Linked DNA regions of Oncorhynchus mykiss: region 2 is linked to region 1. The links are chromatin contacts, called in public Hi-C maps. All regions are on one chromosome and are shown on one strand. Each heading gives the region's core, a stretch centred on a gene start, on an enhancer-like site or on the middle of the called end of the contact. The rest is flanking DNA. Distances are from core to core; before and after follow the strand shown.

Region 1 (5,508 bases), core at 1,149-3,648:
AAATGATGTCATATGCCTAGTAGATATGTATAATGTAGCTAAGAAAATAATACTAAGTGTATGTTGTATACTAAGTGTATACCTCTCCTTGTCCCAGCTGTTAGTAGTAGCCCATGTGCCTCACCCTAATAATTTGGTCCCTTTTCCCCTAATAATTTAGCCTACTGTTCTGACTTGGTGGTGCACATGTAGCCTATAGCCAGTTTTAGAAAAATATCATCATCAAATATTGTAAGAGCTTTCATTGTCTGCTTATATGCCCCCTTTATTTATCTTACTGTTCTGACTTGATGTACAGGGAGAATACTGTAAGAACGGCCCATGTTCTGAAGCATGTCGCTGTACATTTCATAAGTGCTGAACAAATAGTTATATTGACTACGTCCGTCCTAGCTCGCTCATTAATGTCTTAATCGAAATTACGGATTAGCTCTTATCCGCTCGTCGTCCCCTTATGTCATAGTTTGCACATCTCAATTGTCAGTAGAAACCACATTTGTTTCAGCAAGTTAGCCATATCAGCTATGTTTTTTTAAAGGCAGTAAATGAGGCTGAATTAACTGTTTCTCTACCAGACAAGGTTCTGTTGATAGCCAGGTGTAGCGGTGGTAAAGTTTTGGGACTGTTGTTGGTACTCTGCTATTGGGACAGCTTTATGTAGCCTCTTAACAGTTTGTGGGCACCGTTTGTCACCGTTATAGTCCAATTAATGTATTGTTTAGTGTTGTGTTGTATAGTGGCTTGCTGGCATGGATAAAACTTTTTGGGGGGAGTTTGCCCCACCGCAGAACGGCTGACAGGCATATTCACAGTAATGTTCAACCTCTCCTTGTCCCAGTCTGTAATCCCCACATGTTTTAAGATGACCACAATCATTCCTGTTCCTAAGAACTTCAAGGTTTCTTGCCACAATGACTACCGCCCTGTAGCATTCACTTCTGTAATCATGAAGTGCTTTGAGAGGCTGGTTATGGCACACATGAACTCCACCATCCCAGCCACCCTAGACCCACTCTAATGTGCATACTTCCCCAAGAGATCCATAGACGATGCAATCTCAATTTTTCTCCACACTGCCCTTGCAAACCTAGATAGGAGGAATACCTATTGTGAGAATGCTGTTTATTGACTACAGCTCAGCATTCAACACCATTATCCCCTCCAAGCTCGTCACCAAGCTTAGGACTCTGGTTCCTGACAGGCCAACCCCAGGTGGTGAGGGTAGGCAACATCACCTCCAGCACGCTGACGCTTAACAGAGGGGCCACACAGGGGTGTGTGCTTAGTCCCCTCATGTACTCCCTATTCATCCACGACTGTGTGGCCATGTACGACTCCAACACCATTATCAAGCTCGCAGTGGACCAGGTAGACAGCTTCAAGTTCCTCTGTGTCCAAATCACAAAATACTTAAAATTGTCCAAATACACATGTAAAGTCGTGAAGAAGGTGCAACAGTGCTTCATCCCCCTCTGTAGGTTGAAAAGGTTTGGCATGGACCCTCAAATCCTGAAAAGGTTCTACAGCTGTACCATTGAGAGCGTATTGACTGGCTGCATTACTGCTTGGTATGGCAATAGCACCGCCTTTGATCGCATTGCGCTACAGAGGGTTGTGTGGACAGCCCAGTACATCACTGGGGCCGAGCTCCCTGCCATCCAGGACCTCTATATGAGGCGGTATGAAAAGAAGGCCCGGAAAATCGTCACCCAACCACCCAAGCCATAGACAATGTTCTCTGCTACCACACAACAAAAGGTACCAGTGCATCAAGTCTGACACCAAGAGGCTCTTGAACAGCTTCCAACCCCAAGCAATACGGTTGATAAAGAGCTACACGGACTGTGTTTACCTTGTATCCTTATTGACATTTTATTTCAATGTTTGCACTGTCTATGCACACTCACAGGGCCCTAGACACACATATACTCACTCCATTTGCTTATTCACACATAATATGCACATACATTTATACTGACTCTACACACCCACTCACATGCAAGCTGCTGCTACTCTGTTTATCTTATATCCAGTTGCCTAGTCCCCTTACCTCTATATATATCTACATCCATCACTCCAGTATCCCTGTACATGGCAATATGGTATTGGAACTGACTTTTTAAAATATTTCCTGTATATAGTATTCTTACTTATGTAATTGTGTATTTCATATTTCATGTTCTTATTTATCGTGTTTTTATTCTTCTAGTAATACACTGCTATTGCATTGTTGGGTTTTGAGTTTGCAAGAAAGGCATTTCACTGTGCATGTGACATTTAAATTTGAAACTTGGATTGTGTACTAAGATTATGTTTACATCTGCAATTTCCCTGTAGGTGGCAGTGTTGACTTTATGATGACGCGAAGTCAAATGGTGTCTATGTCCATAAGGGGTGCTGTTTGACTTTACCGGCAAAAATAAGCTTTTGAAAAAAACATTTTAAACATTTCAATTTCCTGATTGAACAACTTAGAACCACACCTCAAAAAACCGAGAATCAGCATAAGTGTGGTTGGTGTTATACGTTGGTGTTTGAAAGGGCATTCAGCGAATACTTTTGCTACTGGATATCGACATTGTTTGGGTACATTTAAGAACGGAGGTAAGTCAGCGCCGCTATTGAGACTTTGTTCTTCATGTAGGCTAGCCTACTAGCTAATTCTAGAAATGAAAGGGGGTACGTGGTCATTGTTACAATGTTTCTCTTACTGAGAAGGCTTAGAGTTGGCCAAACCCAGGGACAATTGTGTTACGTTGCCTAGAATCTAAATATCCTTGCACTTTGACACTTTCAACATTGATTCATTTGAACGTTTTATGCTTTTAAAGGAAACGACCAGATTCGATCAAACTCGAAGTCATTACTATTTGGTTAAATAATGCTTAGCCCATCGAGCTACATAAAGGTTGGCTATGTAGTGTATTTTGTGGCTATTCCCTTGGAAATGGCTTGGCTGGAGTGTGATCTGTCAGGTGTAAATCAAACACTTGTTTGAGTAGTTCTAGCCCAAGATTAGCGGACTAAACTCCGTGTTGAAGTCCAGACACTTCATAAACCGGAGTTTAGTCCGCTAGCCCAAGTGTCTACCGTTACTCCTTAAGGTCGAAAGGATATGTATTTATTTTGAGGTAGACCGGCTCTAGCAGCCAAACTCAATCTAAAGTGAATCTATTTTAAACTGTGATACGGTTCTAGAAACATGAAGCCCTTTACTTTCATATAACGTCAAGATAATTTCACAAATGCAACATATAGTGTTTTTAACCGGCTTTAATACAGTTTCAACAAGCAGTATTTGTCAAGAGTTACACCAGCGAATCGCAAACTCGGTGCACGTTTTGGTTTTTGCTGTAACACCACACAGCTGACTCAAAAGCTTGTTGATATTTGAATCAGCTGTATAGTCCAAGGGCAAAAACCAAAACGTGCACTATGGGGGCCCCCCAGGGACCAAGTTTGGGGAAAAACCCGGCGTTACAAACAGGTGTTCAGAGCATGCTAGATAGTTAGCACAGGTGGTCCCTCTATCTGTCTTCTGTAAACACGCGCATGGGCATGTGGGAACGCAAACCCTGTACAATTTTCTCAATTGAACATGTCGTTTTTTTTTTAGTTTTTTTTTTACAAATGATTTATAGCCGATATGAAAGATGAAGTCATTATCCTTCCAAAATAGTAACGCAAGGGATGCGTGATACTGTTCATACCCAGCGTCAGGACTCTTAACAAAACTCCCCCATACAGAAGATGTCGTCATCCAATGACTGGAATAATTCAAGCCCTCTCTTTATCAGTTTTCATTGAAATGTTATGTTGTGTATACTGAACAAAAATATAAACGCAACATGCAACAATTTAAAAGATTTGACTGAGTTACAGTTCATATAAGGATTTCGGTCACTTGACATAAACTCATTAGGCCCAAATCTATGGATTTTACATGACTGGGAATGCAGATCGGCGTCTGTTGGTTACAGATGCCAAAATTTAAAAAAAGTAGGCGAGTAGAACCAGTCAGTATCTGGTGAAACCACCTCATGCGGCACCACAGACTTGATCAGGCTGTTGATTGTGGCCTGTGGAAGGTTGTCCCACTCATCTACAAACATGCTTAATGGGTGACATGTCTGGTGTGTATGCAGGCCATGGAAGAACTGGGACTTTTTCAGCTTCCAGGAGTTGTGTACAGATGCTTGCAACATGGGGCTGTGCATTATCATGCTGAAACATGAGGGGATGGTGGCGGATGAATGGCACGACAATGGGCCTCAGGATCTCGTTGTGGTATCGCTGTGCATTCAAATTGCCATCAATAAAATGCCATTGTGTTCATTTTCCGTATCTTATGCCTGCACATACCATAACCCCACTGCCACCTGGGGCACACTGTTCACAACGTTGACATCAGCAAACCGCTCTGGTGAACATTCCTGCAGTCAGCATGCCAATTGCATGCTCCCTCAACATCTGTGCCGTTGTGTGACAAAACTGCACATTTTAGTGGCCTTTTATTGTCCCCCGCACAAGGTGCACCTGTGTAATGATCATTCTGTTTAATCAACTTCTTGATATGCCACACCTATTAGGTGGATTGATTATCTTGGCATAGGAGAAATACTATTTTTTTTTTGTGCACAACATTTTAGAGAAATACAATTTTTGTTCGTATGGTACATTTCTGAGATCTTTTATTTCCGTTCAAGAAACATGGGCCAAACACTTCACGTGTACTTTTTTTTTTTTTTTTTTTTTACATTAAGGTAGTAACAATATGTTCCCTCAAGACACTGAGTATTCATTTCTTCTAAGAGATGAGAGAGCTAGACAAATTACATAGCCTGTTTATGACAAGATTTCTTATTTTTTTGTCAGTTCCAAATTAGAGGTCTAAAACATTCAGGGAAGTCAGGCTGGCGACAGTGGCTCAGTCAGTTGACTGCATTGGGTAAAGTAAGCCATTGTGGTCTATTTTCAGGAGGGCATAGTTTTGGGATGAGACTGTAAATGGTCTCGTACTCCCTCACTGTTGCTTCTCCTCTATGGGAAAGCCCATTGGTCAGGGATGGGTTTGGCTCCTCTTCAATACTGTGTGCTCCAACCTCACTGTTGAGGTCTTCAGCTTGATAATATTGTAGCCAACCCTGGTCTCTGGCATGAAAACAAAACCCCATACACCACGGCCGGCCCACTCATTACCTATGTTGGCAGATTGATAAGGGTGGCATTTTCTGAGCTAAACTGACCAAGGCGCACCACCAACAACAACACATAACTTCACATAATTCTGCCCTGAAACAGTGGCAATTTCCCTCAACCAGTGGCATAAGAGCTTTTTAGGTGAGCGTTGATGCCACCATGTGATAAGCAGTGCCCACTTTGTCAAAGGCAAGGGCACAAAATATTTTGCTTGTCCATTCCCAGCGTGCCTCTCCAGGGTGCTGTTTTAGAGACTCATCCCTGTGGCGTTCCACCAATGTCCCGTCCAAAAAATGTATTTGTCATAAA
Region 2 (5,508 bases), core at 1,358-3,857, 130 kb after region 1:
TCCAGAAGGACAACCATCTCTGCAGCACTCCACCAATCAGACCTTTATGGTAGAGTGGCCAGACAGAAGCCACTCCTCATGACAGCCCGCTTGGAATTTGCCAAAGGCACCTAAAGGACTCTCAGACCATTGGTCTGATGAAACCAATATTTAACTCTTTGGCCTGAATACCAGGCATCAAGTACAGAGAGATCCTTGAGGAAAACCTGCTTCACAGCACCTCAGACTGAGGCAAAGGTTTACGTTCCAACAGGACAACGACCATAACGCAGGAGTGGCTTCGGGACAAGTCTCTGAATATCCTTGAGTGGCTCAGCCAGAGCCCGGACTTGAACCCGATCTAACATCTCTGGAGAGACCTGAAAATAGCTGTGCAGCGACACTCTCCATCCAACCTGACAGAGCTTGAGAGGATTTGCACAGAACTGGAGAAACTCCCCAAATACAGAAGTGACAAGCTGGCAGCGTCATACCCAAGAAGACTTGAGGTGGTAATCGCTGGAAAGGGTACTTCAACAAAGTACTGAGTAAAGGGTCTGAATACTTATGTAAATGTGATGTTTTTTATAAATTTGCAAAAATGTTGAAACCTGTTTTTGCTTTGTCACCATGGGGTATTGTGTGTGGACTGAGGGGGGACTATAATTTAATACATTTTAGAATAAGGCTGTAATGTAACAAAATGTAGATAAAGTCAAGGGGTCTGAATACTTTCCAAATACACTGTAGGTCTAGCCCAGTAAGAATTTATTCAAGAGAAAAAAAGCAACTGAACAGGAAGAGAACTGGGTGGCTTATTATTTTAAATGACGGTAAATATCCATACTGAAGACTGACTTGCTATGGTCTTGCCGGTATACAGCACTTCCTTATACTTACGCTCTGGAATAGCTCTTGAAATTCAGTGTCAGGTTGAACACAGATGAGAAGGTCTACAATGCCTGAACTAAATGTTACATTGTCACCATATATTAGACTAATACAAGTAATGTCTGCAGTGAACTTGAGGTCCTGTCTGGATAAAACACAATCCTGATGATGCTCCTTTTCAGTTTATCTTTTAGGGGACAGAAATGTTTGGTGCACTGAAAGATAATCCACCTGGAAGTGAATCAGTTTGTTTGGACATGACAAATGGAAATGAGTGCATTCTTCTATATTCTTCAGTTACAAATGACCAGACAAATCACAAATTTACCTAGCTACGAGGAACGATGGCATCAAATGACGACGTCTATGAAACGGGTGTATGCAGCGGTTTCCGATTAGGAATTCCGAGTTCGATTAACGTTCAATCGACTTTTCCCAGTCGGGGCTAGTTTTTTTAAGTTCCCAGTTGTTTTGAACACACTGAGGTCAGAGATTTCCGAGTTCGGATGTTTTGAACGCGACAAGTCAATTCTCGAGCGTTAATGATAAACATCGGTGTGACGTTTCAAATTGTACAAAGTGTCAAGAGGCACGTGCAGTTCAAAACAATCCGCAAAGGTAACCATCAGTCATGAGACTCAACTGGCATCAGCTCGTCGGGAACCCCCCGGCAAACCCACTCGTTTCATTCTCAACGACTCGAACGTGGGTAACCCTAGAGTAACGTTAAGTGGTATCATGCACACTTTTCATCACCACTTGAATCCTACCGTGGTTAGTCATGATGCTGGTTAGGAGCACTTCCCAAACGGCATGCCTAACTACTTCGCACAGTTGTTTTTGAAGTACATACACCAACGATATGGCTTTTTAACTAAAGTCAGTTGGCTATAGCCATGGAGGAATAGGCGAAACCAATTAACTAATATTTTACTATGGCTAACTACTGTAGCTAGTATACCAGAACCTATTGGCTTTCAAGGAGTGCCAACACTACACCGTTACAGTCAAAACGCTTAGTTAGCTATCAACCCCCCCCCCCCCAAAAAAAACTGCCCAGTGCCCACCTGAGAATGACTAGCATCCTAGCTGTAGTTAATACTCCGTCTCAATCGTGCTTTACATTTTTAGCTAATGCTTTCATAGACAACCAGAAACTGGGTCACGTGAGTTATTGTTTGCCATCTACTTAGCTAGCAGCGCGAACCAGGCTAGCTAGCCGCCTAGCCCAGCAGCTAGTAAACTAACACTTGAAGATCCTAAATGCTACAACAAGCGTTACAGGAAATTCTTCACATCACTGACTTCAACCTCCAATCGTTAAAAAGGACAAATACATTAATACTGCTAAACTCAATAAATAAAGCATAGCTTCTGACTGATTTTCTCGCTAACTAGTAGCTAGTATTGTTAGATAGCTACTGCGTCGATTGGAAGAGGAAGCATTCCTTAAAACGACTAGCCACAGCTGGGACCGGGAGCAACACATATCAATTGAACCCTGTAACGTTAGGTAAATTAGTTATATAAATAAACAACTTACCCTCTTGACAATATTTTTTGATTTTAGGGTCTCAATCTATCCATTGGATTTCTAATTCCATTTGGAAAGACTCTAGCACCCCAGCTCAAATCTCATTCTGATGCTGCGCAAATCCGAAACCTCTAGCCAACGGATCCGCCTCAAAATATTTAAAAGGACCGATGACGCCAGCATTATCACAGTGAATCTGATGCCGCGTTGAAAACAACTGGGAACTCGGAAAACGAGGTCAAATAATGACGTCAGTGATCTTCAGAATTCTGAGTTGGATGACCGTTTAAAACTATTTTTTCCAGTCGGAGCTCATTTTTCCTTTGTTCCCAGTTGTCGTGAACGCGGCATAAATGAACACATCCCTTTCCACCAATATAAGGTACAGTGTGATGCGTTCTATCTGTTCATTACCAAAACCAACCATACATATACCCAAATGATGGTTTATGGTCTGTACTTTATATTGTGTGATTTGAAAAGAGGAAGCTCAGAATAACTAATGTTGGAAATAGATTACATTGGAATATTAACTTGATATGTCCCATTTTCTCGTAGATCATGAGTCTTTGGATTCTTCCTAACTGAGTTGACTTCTCGGTGTGTTTCTGGAAGATTTTATATTTGCCTTGTGCACTCACTGCATTGATTTGCATTAACTAAATGTATGTCTGTGGATAGTATGCCACCCGGTGGCCAATGTGTGAAAATACACCAGTCCCTGAACCCTGGGTCTATTTAATTAGGGAAACGGTCTACCATTTAAGAACGAAACGGAAGCAAACAGAATGAAACGGAGAGGGCCCTACCTGCAATGGTCAAGTACAAACTCAACGGGTGTAGGTAGACCTTACAGTGAAATGCTTACTTACAAGATCTTAACTAACAATGCAGTTAAGAAAATAAGTGTTAAGAAAGTAATTACTAAAATAAACTGAAGTAAAAAATATATATAAATAATACAAATTAAAAATAAGAAAAATGAAAAAATAACAAATAATCAAAGAGCAACAATGAAATAACAATAACAAAGCTATATACAATGAGCACCGGTACAGAGTAAATGTGCGGGAGCACAAGTTAGTTCGAGGTAATATGTAGGTAGAGGTAAAGTGACTATGCATAGATAATAAACAGAGCGTAGCATCCGTGTAAAAATGCGGGGGGCAATGCAAATAGTCCGGGTAGCCATTTGATTAGCTGTTAAGGAGTCTTATGGCTTGGGGATAGAAGCTGTTAAGAATCCTTTTGGGCAAAGACTTGACGCTTCGATACCGCTTACCGTGCGGTAGCAGAGAGAACATTCTATGACTAGGGTGGCTGGAGTCTTTGGCAATTTTTAGGGCCTTTCTCTGACACTGCCTGCTATAGAGGTCCTGGATGGCAGGAAGCTTTGTCCCAGTGGTGTACTGGGCCGTACGAACTACCCTCTGTAGTGCATTGCAGTCGGAGGCCGAGCAGTTGTCATACCAGGCGGTGATGCAACCAGTCAGGATGCTCTCGATGGTGCAGCTGAATAACTTTTAGAGGAGTTGAGGACCCATGCCAAATCTTTTCAGTCTCCTGAGGGGGAATAGGCGCTGTCGTGCCCTCTACTACTGTCTTGGTGCTTTTGGACCACCATAGTTAGTTGGTGATGTGGACGCCAAGGAACTTTTACCTCTTGACCCACTCCACTACAGCCCCATCGATAAAAATGGGGGCGGGCTCTGTCCTCCTTTTCCTGAAGTCCACGATCGTCTCCTTTGTCTTGATCACATTGAGGGAGAGGTTGTTATCCTGGCACCACACTGCCAGGTCTCTGATCCCCTCCCTATAGGCTGTCTCATCGTTGTCGGTGTCATCTGCAAACTTAATGATGGTGTTGGAGTTATGCTTGGCCATGCAGTCATGGGTGAACAGGGAGTACAGGAGGGGACTGAGCACGCACCCGAGGGGCTCCCGTGTTGAGGATAATCGTGGCAGATGTGTTGTTACCTACCCGTACCACCTGGGGGCGGCCTGTCAGGAAGTCCAGGATCCAGTTGCAGAGGGAGGTGTTTAGTCCAAGGGTCCTTAGCAAGTAGTCAGTTGTCTGACCTACACACACAAACAAACAACATTTGGATATCTTACTGCATATTGGAAATATAGATCTGTAAACACACAGATACAATGGGTTGAAATATCAACTATGATTAGTCATGATGAATGTAAACTTCACTTTTTGGTAGCTGTTCAATAGACAACCTTCCAAGTCAAATTTGCTTTCATTCACAAATTTGATTTCATGCCATCCTGAATCTCCCAAAACATCCTTGATAGGCCCAGTCCACCATCAGTCCTCCTCTCAGACAGTTACTAGAGACAGAGAAACCATGGAACTGGACTGCCACATGTCAGGAGGCCATTCAACAGCAAAAATGCACTGGAAATGGCTGCTGTGCATTGCTCTAATATGTAACTATTTTGCTACCAACTATGGCTGGCCAGCCCATATGATAACTGAACTGGACTCGCAATGAGAAGAATGGGCATTCATGCTGGGGTGACTCATGCATTGGTCTGAGAAACTGCAGCCATCCCAACATCCTCCCGAGTGGCGTAGTGGTCTAAGGCACTGCAACGCAATGCTAGCTGTGCCACTAGAGATTCTGGGTCGTGACCGGGAGACCCATGGGGCGGCGCACAATTGGCCCAGCGTCGTCCGGGTTAGGGGAGGGTTTGGTTGGGAGGGATGTTCGTGTCCCATCACGCACTAGCGACTCCTGTGTCGGGCCGGGCGCAGTGCACGCTGACACGGTCGCCAGGTGTACTGTGTTTCTTCTGACACATTGGTGTGGCTGGCTTCTGTGGCTTGGTTGGGTTGTGTTTCGGAGGACTCCCAGCTCTCGACCTCATCAGGAGTTGCAGCGATGAGACAAGACTGTAACTACCAATGGGATACCACGAACTTTGGTAGAAAAAGGGCTTAAAAAAAAAAAAAAAAGGAATCCCAACATCTCTATAAGGACATATGGACTCACAATATGAAGAATAAGCATTCACAATGTGAAGAATGAGCATTCACACTGGACTCGCAATGTGAAGAATGAGCATTCATGCTGGGGTGACTTTAGGATGGT

The links. Hi-C and Micro-C count contacts between places; a contact is called where the count stands out from the background.
Region 2: a contact with region 1 is called in a Hi-C map of liver, with 1.6 times the contacts expected there. The contact joins the promoter of LOC110496283 here to the promoter of LOC110496278 in region 1. A contact is called at or near these places in 2 of 3 Hi-C or Micro-C datasets (blood and liver).

Annotation. Positions count from the first base shown.
Region 1 is chr18:41,676,149-41,681,656 of USDA_OmykA_1.1, forward strand. It overlaps LOC110496278 (CDC42 small effector protein 1), which reads left to right and starts at 2,399. Exons shown (of 5, transcript XM_021572079.2): 1 at 2,399-2,604.
Region 2 is chr18:41,809,552-41,815,059 of USDA_OmykA_1.1, forward strand. LOC110496283 (phosphatidylinositol 4-kinase beta) reads right to left here and starts at 2,608. Exons shown (of 12, transcript XM_021572087.2): 1 at 2,414-2,608.